Regions from separate parts of the Mus musculus genome. Here regions 2 and 3 are each linked to region 1. Evidence: chromatin contacts called from public HiChIP or PLAC-seq data. All regions are on one chromosome and are shown on one strand. The core of a region is the stretch at or near the end of the contact, and the rest is flanking DNA. Distances in the headings are between cores, read along the strand shown.

Region 1 (4,626 bases), core at 1,503-4,002:
CAAAGGCCTTCATTGGTAATTTACTGCTAATGATTTTTAAATGGTCATGTAGTCAAACTGCCTTCTGAATATTTATGCTTATATGCAGGCCAACCTTGTTCTTCTCTTTGGTCAAAGAGGCTTCTTTGCTTTCGAGTTTTTTGTTTGTTTGTTTTTGAAGCAGTGTCTTACTTACTATGTAGTCTTGCTGACCTGGAACTCACTATGAAGACCAGGCTGGCCTTGAATTTACAGAGATCTACCTGCTACTGCCTCTCAACTACTGGGGCTAAAGGTGTGTGTCACAGCATCCGGGTCCAGAGGAATCCCGTTCTGTAGTGGGCTGTGGTTAAATCATTCATATCTGGTCAGGGCGATGAAAAGGACTGTTGAGTGCTCAGCCTTACACTGATGTTCAGATTGCTTTCCTCTCAAGCTCAGCTGACACTCTGGAAGAGAGAGCAGAAAGATGGAAAGACTGAGTTCGAGGCCAGCCTGGTCTACAGAGTGAGTTCCAGGACAGCCAGGGCTACACAGAGAAACCCTGTCTCAAAAAAAAAACCAAAAAAAACAAAAAAACAAAAAAAAAAAAAACAAAAAAAAAAAAACAAAAAAAACCCCACAAAACAAAACAAAACAAAACACAAAAAAACAAAACAAAACAAAATAAGAAAGATGGAAAGAGCCAGAGAAATGGTGAGGAGTGTCTTGAAATACTGTCTACTGGCTAGGACAGGGTCATTGCAATCACAAACACAGGAACACATGGCAGCTGTGGCGACTGTACAACACACACACACACTCACACACACCCATGCATGCACGAGAAAGTAGGAGAGGAATTAATTCAGAAGGACATCAGCAGGAGTGGAAAGGGTGTCATGAAATATAATGCGGTACCTGGCAGGCCCATGCCAAGGTGTCCTCCTGAAAAAAATCACAGACATAGTATACGGAAAGTTTATTGTGGGGGAAGGGAAGGGGGGGGCGGGGGGGGGGAGCAGGGACCTGGAGAAGGGGCAGAGGCAGATGGAGCCACAAGGACAGAGAAAGCTGGGATAGAGGACAGAGAGGCCATGTGGGAACATTGGTGAGGAAAGGGAGAGAGAGAAAAGGAGGAAAAAACGGGGGTAGGAATGGGGGTAGGGAGAGAGAGAGATTGAGATTGAGAGAGAGAGGAGGGGTGTGGGTAGGGAGTAGTCCTTGACAGCAAGCTATTGCTAGGTCACTGTTGGGAGGGACATAGAGTTGTCTGTAAGCCAACAAGGGCGGTAAGAAAGGCTTCATTGGGAGTGGCTATGATCAGCGGGCATTGCTGCTTTGTTGCATTGTTATGAGCTTCTCAAAAATTAAAGGAAGGGGCTGGAGCGATGGCTCAGTGATTAAGAGCACTGACTGCTCTTCCTGAGTTCAATTCCCAGTGGTTCACAACCATCTGTTTGTTTGTTTATTTGCTTTCGAGACACTTTCTCTATGTAACAGAGGCCTGGCAGCCCTGGACTCACTTAGACAACTAGGCTGACATTAAACTCATAGAAATCCCCCTGCCTCTGCCTCCTCTGCCTCCTCTGCCTCCTCTGTCTCTGCCTCTGCCTCCTCTGCCTCCTCTGCCTCTGCCTCTGCCTCTGCCTCTGCCTCTGCCTCTGCCTCTGCCTCTGCCTCTGCCTCTGCCTCTGCCTCTGCCTCTGCCTCTGCCTCTGCCTCTTGAGTGCTGAGATTAAAAGTGTGAGTCACCAAGCCAGGCTGAATCACACCCCCCCCCGCCCCCCCACGTCTTGGCCAAGCTTGTGAAGTGAGATAACAGCGCCCATTGGCAGATGTCTGTACCTTAGATTTTCTGAAGGACCTCTCATTCTTAGCCCACTTGGTCTGCTTCTCTCTCTCTTTTCTAATTATTTGATTATTTATTATAGTGTCTCATTGTGTAGTTTAGGCTGATGTCCAGCTCTCTATCCATGCTTGATATCTTGTTTCTTGTCTTTCACCAATTTCCTTAGCGTGCAGGGTTCTGATATTCTCAGGGTCGGCAAATCCTTCCAAAAGTCTAGGAGGGGGCCTCACTTTTGCAAATATAAAGATGACAAGTATATTGTGTGTGAGTGTGTGTGTGGCCCGATTCATACGATGTGCACTAAAGACACATCTGCCTGTTGGTTCCTTCCCATTTCCGGTGTAGAGGGCCAGACAGTGGCCACTGGGCAAGCACTTTTCCGGAAGCTGGTTGGGACCGGTGGAAGATCGGGTTGGCACTTATTGCTGGCTGAGGCAATTAAGCAGGGGCGAAGGAGCCAGTCGCAGGACTGGCTGTACGGAATTACAGAGACTCTGCCCTGCGTCCGAATATTTGGTTTCCAGCATCTTATCGCTGTGTCCTTCCAGTACTCAGGCGCATGGCAGAGCCAGGATGGGGTGTACAGAGACCAATATTGTTTTTGTTGTTTGTTTGTTTTCGTTTTCTTCTTCTTCTTTTTTTTTTTTTCTCGAGACGAGACAGGGTTTTTTTGTGTAGCTTTCATTGTCCTGAAACTTTCTTTGTAGACCAAGCTGGCCTCGAACTCAGAGATTCTCCTGCCTCTGCCTCCTGACTGTTAGGATTAAAGGCGTGCGCTATCACTTCCCGGCACAGATACAAATCTTATCTGCAGTCGGACTTGCATAGGACTATGATTTGCGAGGAGGAGGTGACATTTCCCCCTCAAACAAGTCTTTATAGAATGCTCCAGTTCACAGAAGCGAAACTGAATGTTTTTGGCCTATAGAGGCTCCCGTAGCGAGGGGGCGGAGCCCGGAAGGAGCAGGATGGCGGCGCTGGACAGTGACAGCGACGAGGATCTGATCAGCTATGGAACGGGCCTGGAGCCTCTGGACGAAGGTGCGGGTCCGATGGCCGGCGGTGTCTGAAGGGCGCAGGCTGAGAGTCCAGCACGTGGGCGACAGCGACATCTCGTCCTGGGTCTGGGCTCGCTCGCTGTGGGCACAGGGAACACGCTGGAGAGGCTTGTGCACTGCACTTGGGCGCCGCGTTCTCGGGGGGCAGAGAAGGACGCGGAGGGCTGGGAGATGCAGGAATGACTAGGCAACATGGGTATGATGGAGGGCGGTCAGTCAGTCTCTTGTCCCGAGGCAACGTTTGCACCCGTCCTTGAAAGTAAAAGAAACCAGACCTGGAAAATCTGGGGAGAAACACTTGAGATAGGAAATCCCTTAAAGTGGCAGACAGCTTAGCAGTCTAGGGATAGTCAGGATTCGTGTGGGTGGCCCTTGCCATGGTAAGGAATCTGGAGTGTGTGTGTCCCTGAGGAGGGAACCTCGTGCATTCTAGGCTAGTGTGTTACAACTGAGCTACATATCCAACCCCAAGAATTGGAATCTTTCCTTTTTCTGACAGGGTCTCATGTAACCCATGCTGACATCAAACCCCACTTTATAGCCCAGACTGGACTTGAACTCTTGATCCTCCTATTCTTGTGTAACATGTGCTTGGTTTGCAGCTGTGTGCCGTCACACCCAGCCAGGAGTTTGGCTCTTATACTACGGGTATTGGTTCAGTTTACACAAAGAGAAATGCATTTCTTCCCTTTTACTTTTTTTTTGGGGGGGGGGGAACAGGGCCTTGCTAGCTCCACTTGGCTGGACTCACAGTATTTTAGCAGCCTCTGCCTCTCAGGTGCTGGTGTTAAAGGTGTGTAGTGCCATGCCTGGCAGGATGCATGTTTTAACATTATGTTTGCTTTAATTTTGAGAGTAGTTTCCTTGGGGGGTGGGCAGGAATGAAGCAGGGAGACTGTGGTTGTGTGGACTGGAGAGTTAGCAGCAACAGCTGTTGAGTAGGTTTTGCATGGAGCAGACTTGACCGGTGTTGACTGGAGTTGCTCGTGAAATACAGAAATACAGGGGTGAAGGTAAGATGAAGCAAGGCTCTGTGGCGTTTCCGGTCTGTTTCACTTAATGACTAGGTTTATCTACTGGGTGTCCATACCGCTGATGGGAGTGCTAACATTGTGGGGAAGATAGAGGAGTCACAGTGGTGGACCAGAAGTTACCTGTAGACTTTTGTTGGTGAGGCTTCCCCCCACTGCCGCCTCCTGCTTCCCATCCTGACCTGTTGGCTATACCTCTGAGACATTTTCACTGAGACTCTTACTGCCTTTTTTTTTTTTTTGTTTTGTTTTGTTCCATTTTTTATTAGGTATTTAGCTCTTACTGCCTTTTTAAAATTTATTTTATTTTTATTTTTTGGCAGGAGTGGGTATAAGATAGGGTCTTTCTATATAGTCCAAGCTGGCCTTCTATTTATCAAATATGTAGACCAGGCTAGCTTTAAACTCAGGACTATGCTCCTTTCTTAGCCTTCCCAGTCCTGGGATTACAGCTTTGCACATCACATATCACATATGTCTTAGACAGCTCCTCTGTGACAGAGTCACATGCAGCACAAGCTAGCCTCAAACTTTTGTGTGGTGAAGACGGACTTTGAACTTCTGGTCCTCCTGTTTCTGCCTCCCAAGTGCTGGGACCCCAGGCCTGTGTGTGCTACCTGCCCCGTGTGTGTGGTGTTGAGGGTGAAACTCAGGCAGCTGTGCTTGTTAGGCAAGCATTCCACAACTGAGCTATATCCCCAGCCCAAGCAGTTCTAATCATTAGAAA
Region 2 (4,626 bases), core at 877-3,376, 55 kb before region 1:
AGCACTAATCACAAGAACCGCTCCAAATGCCCACTGGTGGATTAATAGGTGATCACTGTATCTACACACGAACAGCGGAATGTTCTTCAGCCTTAAAAGGACTGAGGGGCCGGAGGTACAGCACAGTGGTAGACTTGGTGCTTAGAGGTCCCAGGTTTGATTCCCAGTTCCACAAGGAAAATGAGGCTCTGGTAACCTTTAAGACTAGTAACCTTTAATACTAGTACTGGTAATACTAATACTGGTAACCTTTAATACTAGTACTTGGGAGGTAGAGGGAGGGGGTCTCTCTGAATTCCAGGCAGTCTGGTCTATAGAGTGAATTTCAGGCCTGCCTGGACTTCATAGTGAGACCCTGTCTCATGTAACTCTGATGTGTAGATAACATGAAGGAAGACTTTATGCCAGGTACAATAAACCAGCCACGGGTTGACAGGTAGCACCGGATTCCATTTGGTTCCTAGAATAGTCCAACCCAGAGGCACAAAGAACAGAAGTCACTCGGAACTACAGGAACAAGGAAAAGGACATTACACCCTAATAGACACAGAGACGCCCAGTGTGGTAGCACACCGCTGTAACACCAGCACTTGGGAGGGTGAAGCAGGGGGATGGCCAGATGACCCTGCCTTGATACATGGATAAAAGCATGCCCACTGGGGCATGCATGATGGGAGCACGCTGGAGAGTGCTCCATGCTGCTGAGCCCCACACTTAGTAACTATCACTATTAACAGGATAACTGTACCGCATACCTATTTACCACAGTAAGAAATAGTTAAGCTGAGCAGTGGTGAGCATGTTCTCTGGCGCACTTGGGAGGCAGAGGCAGGTGGATTTCTGAGTTCGAGGCCAGCCTGGTCTACAGAGTGAGTTCCAGGACAGCCAGGGCTATACAGAGAAACCCTGTTTCGGAAAGCCAAAAAAAGTTAAAACTGTATCTGACGGTAGCTATACCTCAATACAGTTTTGTTTTTCAATCAGGTTCTCTTTGCAGGCATTTACATATGCATGAAGCAAGGGAACCTGCAGGCGCTCCTATTTCCATCCCACCTGGGGAATTCCACCCATGACCGGGCATGTGATGGAGAAAACAGAAAGCAGGTGGAGTGAGCGAGGGGTGCTGGGCCCATGCTGCCACCCTCAGCGACTGCTGTGACAAGCCCTGACAGACAGTTAGCCTGGAGGTGGCATGGACTGGACACATGCATCTCACCCAACTGGCCCCTCGGGTTTTGCAGCTCCAGAGAAGGATGTGTGTCCACTCTAAGCTGTTCACCCCTCTTCCTTCCTCCACCTCAGGCTGTCCTGTTCCCAAGTTTCTTTGTTTGTATTTCTGAAGCCTTGGAGGCAGGACATGAAGCGCGACTGCCTAAGATTCCTCAGAAACCAGCACGATTAAACAAACCTGCAATCCCAACATGCCGGAGAGGAAGAGAGAGTTCAAAGCCAGCCTGAGGAAGAGAGTAACAAGACTGTGTCTCCACAAGTCAAGATGGCACAGCCGCGCTACTTCATGGGTTTTAGAGCAATCTCTCTCCAGGCAGGTGTATGCCAGGAGAGGAAATGAGGGCAAAAGGACGCTAAGCTGGCACTCAGGAGGCATGATTAGTACCTTGAGTTCAAAACCAGCCTCGCTATAACAGCTTGAGTTAAAGGCCAGCTTGGTCTACACTGTAACATTGTAACAACCTGTCTCAAAGGATTTAAAAAAAAAAAAAAAAGCTAAAATCAGCCTGCTTGCAGATCCCACTGTGGCCTGCACCCTCCATTCTTAAGCTCCACCTCCTACAGACACAGGCCTTGCTGGAAGAGAGCAGCACAGACCTCGAGCGAGCGCCTCCGTCCGCGCCAACTCTAATGAGCCCAGTCCCTTAGGGCCTGGTGCTAAGCGTGTTTTCTCCTTTGCTGCTGATCCTGGTTCAGACCAGGACGAGCTTGTAAGGGTGATGAAGTTAAAATGAGGAAAAGCAGGTTAACTGTCCCGGCCCACATCTGTCACCCCAGCACTCGGGCTGAGGTAGGAGGACCCCAAGTTCCAGGCCAACCTACAAAACAAGCTCCACCCCCAGCACTGTAGAAGAGAGCCGCCACTGGGAGTGCTCAGCCATCTCTGAAAGTGACAAAACCAGTGCAAACCAGCAGGCTCCTGGCCCGTGTCACCTGACAGCGCTGAGATCAGTGAGGGCAGGCTTTGCAAACTTGGCGGATTAAGCATAATACAAAAGTGCAGATAATAACAGTAATTCCCTTTATCTGAGGTTCAGCTCTGTTCCGGCTCAGTTACCTTCAGCCAACTGTAAGATGATAACATTGCTTGGAAAATTCCAGAAACAAGCAATTCATAACATTTATCACATGAAATTGCTACCACTGCTCTATTTTTATTGTTCCTTGTTAATCTTTGACTGTGTCCAATCTGTCTCACAGATACAGGGACAGAGACGGAAATTCTTTATTTTGTCTTTCCTTCCTTCTCCTTTCCCGAGTCCCGTCATTTGTCTGCAGTGCTGTGGGTCAAACCTAGAGCCTCTTGCATGCTACGCGAGTGTCGGACCCCTGAGCTACATCCTCCGCCCTCGCACAGGCTTCAAGACGATTTACCGCTTCATACATCCGTGCCTAGGAACCTGTAGTAGCTGATACCGCAACTGTAAAGGCTTCCTATCTCCACTAGTAAAGGCAAGATCCGGTATTCCTATCATTGAGAAATATTCACAGCCACACAATGGAACCACGCACCTGGAAAAGATCAATCATTAACTACAAGCCTCACTATGTACATGAGCCCTAGGTGGGCTGAGATCACATGATGCCAACCTTTGAGTAAATCTCCTGACCAAGAAGTTACACAGCTATTCCTTCCTCTTTTATGGTTATGAGATAATAAATTGACCCTAGGACTCCCCTCAAGCTGGCTCGTCAAGGCTTCTACCACTGAACCACGCCCCCAGCCCTTGTGAGACTGGTAAGGCATTGGCACTCGGTGCGTCTGCAGAAGACCAAAGCAAGATTCTTTTAAGCTGGAGACAGATCCAGCACCACTGACACCACCGGGTGGGTTCAAGACTGTAAGGCGGCTGCCCTGGAGGACACGCACCTGCAGCTCTTTGAAAGGCATCCACAGCGCTCTCTAAGCCAGCCTGCGTCTGCCGGTTACAGCGGGTCCCGATCTGGGTGTAGAGCGCCCCAATGTTGAAGAGAACGCTGGCCTTCTCCAACAGCAAAGTCTGCTGGCTGACCGGAACCCCAGTGAAGGAGTCATACCTGTGTGTAAAGCAAACACATTCTGATCAAACAGATGACTTGGCTATTTAATGCCATTGCTGGGCACGCAAAGACAAAAACTCACTTCTTACATGAAATTCAAAGACGCAATTCGAAGACGATTCACAGGAATCGGGCTTTTGTTTCCAAGCAAGACTGACAAGTCTGAATATATAGAATTCATGCCTCTTATCCCAGTACTCAGGAGGCTGAGGCAGGAGGACCATGAATTTAAAGTCAGCCTGGGGCATACAGAAAGACCCTATCTCTCTTTTCTTCCTTTTTTTTGAGACAGGGTTTCTCTGTATAGCCCTGGCTGTCCTGGAACTCACTCTGTAGACCAGGCTGACCTCGAACTCAGAAATCCATCTGCCTCTGCCTCCCAAGTGCTAGGATTAAAGGCATGTGCCACCACTGCCCGGCAAGACCCTATCTCAAAAGAAAAAAAAAAAAATCCCTACAAGCCAGACCTGGTGTCTCATGCCTAACATCCTGGCACTCTCTGAAGGCTGAGGCAGGAGGATTGTGAGTTTGACAGTCTGGGCCACCTAGCAAGAACTTGTCTCAAGAAGCCAAATGTTGCGTTTCAAGTTTTAAAATCTCTTTCTGGTGGTATATATCTATAATCACAGTACTAGCGTTGCAAAGACAGGAGGATCACAGCCAGTCGGAGGTCAGTTTGATCTTGGGACTACATAGTGAAATCCCGTTTTAAGGAAACAAAAATGCTACTTCTTTCTGTGGCCCTTGTCAATTCAAGCTCACACCCACAGCCAAGCCCCCTGTAAGAAAAGATTCTTCTCAAAAGAAAAAATTGTCTTGCTTCTCTTTCGTTCCACCCGAGAGCCCCGGTTTCTCCCCAGCGACCAAGTGAGCACACACACAAAAGGCCTCTTTTCTATGGCTCATTTGTTCTGAGAAACTACCGCCAGTCTCGGCTTCCCGGCTCTAGGTCTTTACACAAACACCAATTTATAGACCATCCCCACCCCTGGGACCCACTGGGCAAATGCCAGTCAGAATGAGGGTGTGCACAGTAGAGGGGGGGCCCCAGAGAGCACCTACCAGGTAAACAGGAGCCCCATGTGACGCGTGGGTGGGAAGAACCTGCTCTCCACAAAGCCCAGCTGAATGAAGTACGACATGAGCAGTTCGACCCCCGCCTCATCCCTGCTGGGTGTTCGACAGGCCTGAAAGGAAAACGAGGAGGCGTGAGCCAGGCGAGCATCCCCAGGACCCATCCCTGAACACTCGAAGAGATAGATGCTTTGCCGTGGGTATCATGAACTCTAGCAGAGGCAGCTTAGGGGCAAGAGACAAAGTCAGGAATCCTGGAACCCAGCTCCATGGGCAGCTCTC
Region 3 (4,626 bases), core at 1,110-3,609, 37 kb before region 1:
TCACTGTCTTCCAAACCTTTTAGTAAAACTGTCCGTGTGAGAGCAGGTTCCACGCTGACTCCGGGTCTCCCCCGTGCTATAGAGACCGTGTGGGACATTCTAACAGCCTCTGGCAGGCTGTCTTTACTCGGCCAGTTTGCTCTGCCAGAAATATTCCCGCAGCCCACTCTGCCAGGGATTCAAGTGGGAAAGGGCGGGGTTGGGGGGATGGCCACCTGTGCCCTGTACAGATTGTGACTAAGGCATCAGATCTGTCCCCGGTGTTCAATGAAGGCAGACAGCAGATCAGGCATCAGTCTGAAGGCCAAAGGGGACTCAGGCATCCCACTGCACAGCCACGCTCGAGCCGCTGGTTACTGGCCATGTGAGCACAATCACTAACCTCACACAGCCAAGGCCACCCCGGCCTGAGACTCAGCCTGGCCATCACAGAGCCACTCCTGCACTTGCCTGTCAGTGTATGGCTCTTTCAACCCTAAACTGGTAGCCTAATTTTAAAAGTTCAGCCATTCTAAGATTTTTTTAAAACTTCAGCATGGTGGCACAGGCCTAAAATCTGGAATCTGGAGAGGTGGACACAGGAGAAGCTTGAGTCCCAGGTCAGCCGGGGACACAAAGTGAGACTCCTTTCTCAACAACACGAGACAAAACAAAAACAAAACACAGGGAATGTGTCTCAGTTGGCAGAGTGCTTGCCCATACGTGAGACCTGGGTGTGGTAGCAACATTTGCAATCCCAGCGCTGGGGAGGCAGAGGCAGGAGGATCCTCACTACTTCAAGGCTGGGCTACAGAGTGATTTCTGGGCCAGCCAAGGCTACATAGTGAGACCCTGTCTTGAAAGAAAGGAAGAGGGAAAGAGAGAGAGAGAGAGAGAGAGAGAGAGAGAGAGAGAGAGAGAGAGAAAAAGATGATCTAAGTGATGGATGGCAATGAAGTCTCACCATGTGACAGATCTCATGGGGGCTGTTTACTGGGGAGGGGTTTATAGAGGCTGCCTCTGGGCGGGGGGTGGAGGGAAAAGGAGAACAAGAAAGGAGAGCTTGGCCTTTTAGAACGGGGTGTAGTGCCTGTGCATGGGGAGGATATGTGGCTCCTGGGGATATGTGGGCATCTTGGCAGCTGGTAATAACTATCCTGTTGTTGCTGGGTCCCTGGGGCAGACGATAGAGATGCCTGGCTGCTGAAAGGAAGAAAGAGAGAAGAGAAGAGAAGAGAAGAGAAGAGAAGAGAAGAGAAGAGAAGAGAAGAGAAGAGAAGAGAAGAGAAGAGAGGGGGAAGGTATGAAGGGAGGAAAGGGAGGGGAAGGGAGGGAAAGAGAATGCCTGTGCGTGTTGTGATGCATGTCTGTAAGAGCAACACTAAGGCCGGGCGTCTTGATGCACGCCTTTAATCCCAGCACTTGGGAGGCAGAGGCAGGCGGATTTCTGAGTTCAGGGCCAGCCTGGTCTACAGAGTGAGTTCCAGGACAGCCAGGGCTACACAGAGAAACCCTGTCTCGAGAAAAAAAAAAAAAAAAAAAAAAAAAAAAGAACAGCACTAAGAAGGCTAAGACAGGAAGATCTCCCCAGTTTAAGGCCAGCCTGGGCTATATGCTGCAGGTCAGCCTGGGCCTTACACTGCACACTCCTCCATCCCCACCATTCCTCACAGCTCCCTGCACGGAGCCTGGCCCTGACGAACTCACTCACCAGCAGGTATACAGACACTTGCAAGCCTCAGAGAGAGGCTTTCCCGATCTAGTCTAAGGAGCAGTGTAAGAAGGCAATCTGAAGCTTTAACCAGAATAGTTAAACAGCCTGTTCTTTGACTAAAGAACTAGTTAGTTAAAATTGAACAACCTGGTAACTCGCTTCAATCTCTCTGCCTCAGAAATACCATCTGGTTTCTGCCTCTGTTGTTCTCAAGGGAGGGAAAGGAGCCTGGAGGGCAGATTGCAGCCAGCAGCCAGCCTGAAGCACTTCAAAGCACCAGCCAGCTCCCAGCAAGCTCTAGGAAGCTCACTGACTCTTGGCCGAGGTGGAACAGGGAAGGAGAGGACCTTCAAGGGACCTGAAACTGTGGCACTCACAGCTACTGCCCAGTCATGGTGGCCCTGCAGTTAATGGTGGGGACCCTCATTTCCAAGTCTGCATTCTTGGGGATGTTTTCCCAAATGCCCTCTTGCCTATAATATAATTGTTCTATCCTCATCATAGAATCTTAGTAGGACATCAGGCAATCTAAGGACAGGACAGCCATGTCCAGTGTATGACAGTAATTACCTGCTGCTAGTAGCAGCAGCCAGGGACACTGTGGGGCCAGAGTGAGGCTTGGCCTGATGCCCTCCCTGATTTCAGGAAGCTTTGGTGTCAGGTGAGTCAGATTAATAAATACCTCCGAGTTTCCTCTAACAACAGTCTACCAACAGTCTCTAAACGTAGGTGCACTGAGTCAGATTAATAAATACCTTCCAGTTTCCCTCTAACAGTCTCTACAAGGGACACTTTAAGTGTATCAGTTCCAGGAGAATCATTTACAACCCTGTCCCACCCTATCTCACCTATCAGCTAAACAACTGCTAACCTGACAGTAAGTGTGATTGAGTCTGGCCTGGGCCGCAGAGAGGTTGTTGTCGAGGTTGTTGTCGGCTGGTGTTGTTAACAGAGCAAGGCAGGCAGAGCAGCTCTAGTGTCTGCTATTAAAACAAAATAAAATAAAATAAAATAAAATAAAACAAACAAACAAAAAACCAACTCTAAAGCAGGCTGGCCAGGTGGCTCAGCAGACGAAGGTGCTTGCTGCCGCGCCTGACAACTCGAGTTCGATCCCCAGGATTTTACATGGTAAGAGGGAACTGACTGCACAAAGTTACACTCTGCATGCAGATGCACGCATGCTCACGTGTATATATACGTGCACGAAGAGGCAAAAGCAGGAGAATCTGGAGTTTAAGGTCATCCTCAACTACACAGCAAGTTTTAAGCCAGCCTGAGCTATATGAGATCCTGCCTCACAAAACCAAAGAACCTATCCTGTAGGCCTCTTAAGGGGGTGGGAGAGGGGAGATGGCAGTTTTACCCTCGATATTCTGATGCCGCGTGCTCCAAGCGCCAGAAACGAGACCCTGCCTCCCCAAGATGGAAGGTGAGAGAGCTGATAGCCAAAGGCTGTCCTCCGAGGGAAGAGTCTGCACCCTCTGCAAGCTGGCGCACTGCACGTAAGGGTGTGGGGAGGATTTACGGCTGTCTAGACGCAGGTACAGCTTTCCTGAGTTCTACTTGGGAAGTAACTATTTTATCTCCACGGCACAGCATTGAGTACTGGGCACAACATGCCCACCTGCCTCTCTCATTAACTCTCACGCTTTCCTAGATGGGGGGTGGGTGGGGGTGGGGTTGCTACTTTGCCCAGATGTCTCAAACCCTGGGGTTCAAACAATCCTCCTGCCTCAGCCCCTCAAGTAGCTGAAACCACAGGTATGTGGCACCGTGTCCTGTTTATGACTCCTCTCATTAGAAAGAACGACAATACTAGTAATAGGAGTGTCCCGTTCTTTCTTTTCTGCTGTCCCCTCTCTTATCTATCAACACCCACTCACCAAGCACTGGCCCTACCAGGCACAAGTCTGGGCAGTGGAGAAAGGAGTCATGCCCAGAAGTAAATGCAAAGACAGTAACTGGACCTGTAAACAACATGGCTACAACTGAGGGCTGGAGAGACAGATGCTTAGCAAGAGCACTGGCTACTCTTGCAGAGGACCTAAGTTCCGTTCCCAGCACCCACATGGTGCCTCATAACCATCTGCAATTCCAGTTCCAGGGGGTCTGCAATGCCCTCTTCTGGCCTCCATGGGCCCCAGGTTCCACATGGTGCACACATACATGCAGCAAACACTCATACACATTAAATTAAAATAAACACACATACAGAGAGCTGTGACTGCACTGTCTGTCACAATTCTCCACAAACACAGGATGGACAAAACATCTTTGTCATTAACGTGACCAAGCTCTGGGCAAGAAAAGGACCTGCCCAGACACCCCAGAAGAGAGAGAAATCTCAAAGCTGAAAAGCAAGACCCCAGCTGAGGGTCTGGGCTCTGTCTGTCCATCAGACAGACAGTCTCTCAGGAGAGCCAGAGCTCCTGGCCGAGGCAGCAAACACAGAGGTACCCACTTCAGAAGGTTCTCGGCTCCTGTCCGCATCCGCACAGCCTTCAGGATCTGCTGGTTCAAGGCAGCCCTTTGATTCTGCAGCTTGCTCCGGCCAGTTTGTGCAAGGGGATTACAACCCTGAGCGGAAAAGAAGAGACACCCGTTCAGAGATCGGTTACACCCGAAATGATATTCCGTGGGGGGAAAAAAGTACTTAACTAACCCATAAAGCCTCACCGTCAAAACTGCCCAGACATAAGCTGATCAAGGAAGACCCCAATGGACATGGCGGAGTAGACACATGAAGCTTCAACCCTACACAAAGAACTACAGGCAACTGAGGAGAGCCCCAGCCCCAGCGGGCGGGGTGCTCCTCCCCCACAGAGTGTACTGATTGGTGTTTAGAGTAGCAAAGACTCAGCCCTGAAAACAGACATACCAGTAACAGTATACGAACTGAACGGGTTATATTTTAGAATACGTGTGTGTGT

Evidence for each region. HiChIP or PLAC-seq counts read pairs in DNA pulled down with a chosen protein or histone mark.
Region 2: a contact with region 1 is called in an H3K27ac HiChIP or PLAC-seq map of embryonic stem cells, with 16 read pairs. The contact joins the enhancer-like site here to the promoter of Gpatch1 in region 1. A contact is called at or near these places in 12 of 39 promoter capture datasets (the 3T3-L1 cell line, 3T3-L1-derived adipocytes, cranial neural crest and 6 more), 1 of 15 datasets of contacts at CTCF or cohesin (embryonic stem cells), 23 of 484 Hi-C or Micro-C datasets (the G1E-ER4 cell line, Th1 cells, cerebellum and 13 more), 14 of 115 datasets of contacts at active chromatin or transcription factors (embryonic stem cells, epiblast stem cells, extraembryonic endoderm stem cells and 7 more) and 4 of 9 other capture datasets (adipose tissue, embryonic stem cells, liver and 1 more).
Region 3: a contact with region 1 is called in an HNF4G HiChIP or PLAC-seq map of pancreatic cancer cells. The contact joins the enhancer-like site here to the promoter of Gpatch1 in region 1. A contact is called at or near these places in 4 of 39 promoter capture datasets (embryonic stem cells, liver and macrophages), 5 of 484 Hi-C or Micro-C datasets (embryonic stem cells and rod photoreceptor), 9 of 115 datasets of contacts at active chromatin or transcription factors (double positive thymocytes, embryonic stem cells, extraembryonic endoderm stem cells and 4 more) and 4 of 9 other capture datasets (adipose tissue, embryonic stem cells, liver and 1 more).

The regions. Positions count from the first base shown.
Region 1 is chr7:35,316,566-35,321,191 of GRCm38.p6, reverse strand. It overlaps Gpatch1 (G patch domain containing 1), which reads left to right and starts at 2,752. Exons shown (of 20, transcript NM_026181.1): 1 at 2,752-2,851. The coding sequence starts at 2,779.
Region 2 is chr7:35,370,946-35,375,571 of GRCm38.p6, reverse strand. Rhpn2 (rhophilin, Rho GTPase binding protein 2) reads right to left here. Exons shown (of 15, transcript NM_027897.4): 6 at 4,333-4,457; 7 at 3,101-3,267. Among named protein-coding and RNA genes, the nearest start is that of Gm51476, 10 kb to the right of the region's middle. Within about 2 kb of position 2,126, at least 43 of the 459 cell types and tissues checked have an H3K27ac peak or open chromatin away from gene starts, as enhancers often do. A contact at or near this core is called in embryonic stem cells, epiblast stem cells and pancreatic islet, where this site is marked.
Region 3 is chr7:35,353,379-35,358,004 of GRCm38.p6, reverse strand. Rhpn2 (rhophilin, Rho GTPase binding protein 2) reads right to left here. Exons shown (of 15, transcript NM_027897.4): 2 at 4,158-4,273. Gm51476 (a long non-coding RNA gene) reads left to right here. Exons shown (of 4, transcript XR_003946747.1): 4 at 1-800. Among named protein-coding and RNA genes, the nearest start is that of Gm51476, 7.4 kb to the left of the region's middle. Within about 2 kb of position 2,359, at least 34 of the 459 cell types and tissues checked have an H3K27ac peak or open chromatin away from gene starts, as enhancers often do. A contact at or near this core is called in extraembryonic endoderm stem cells, liver, pancreatic cancer cells and 1 more, where this site is marked.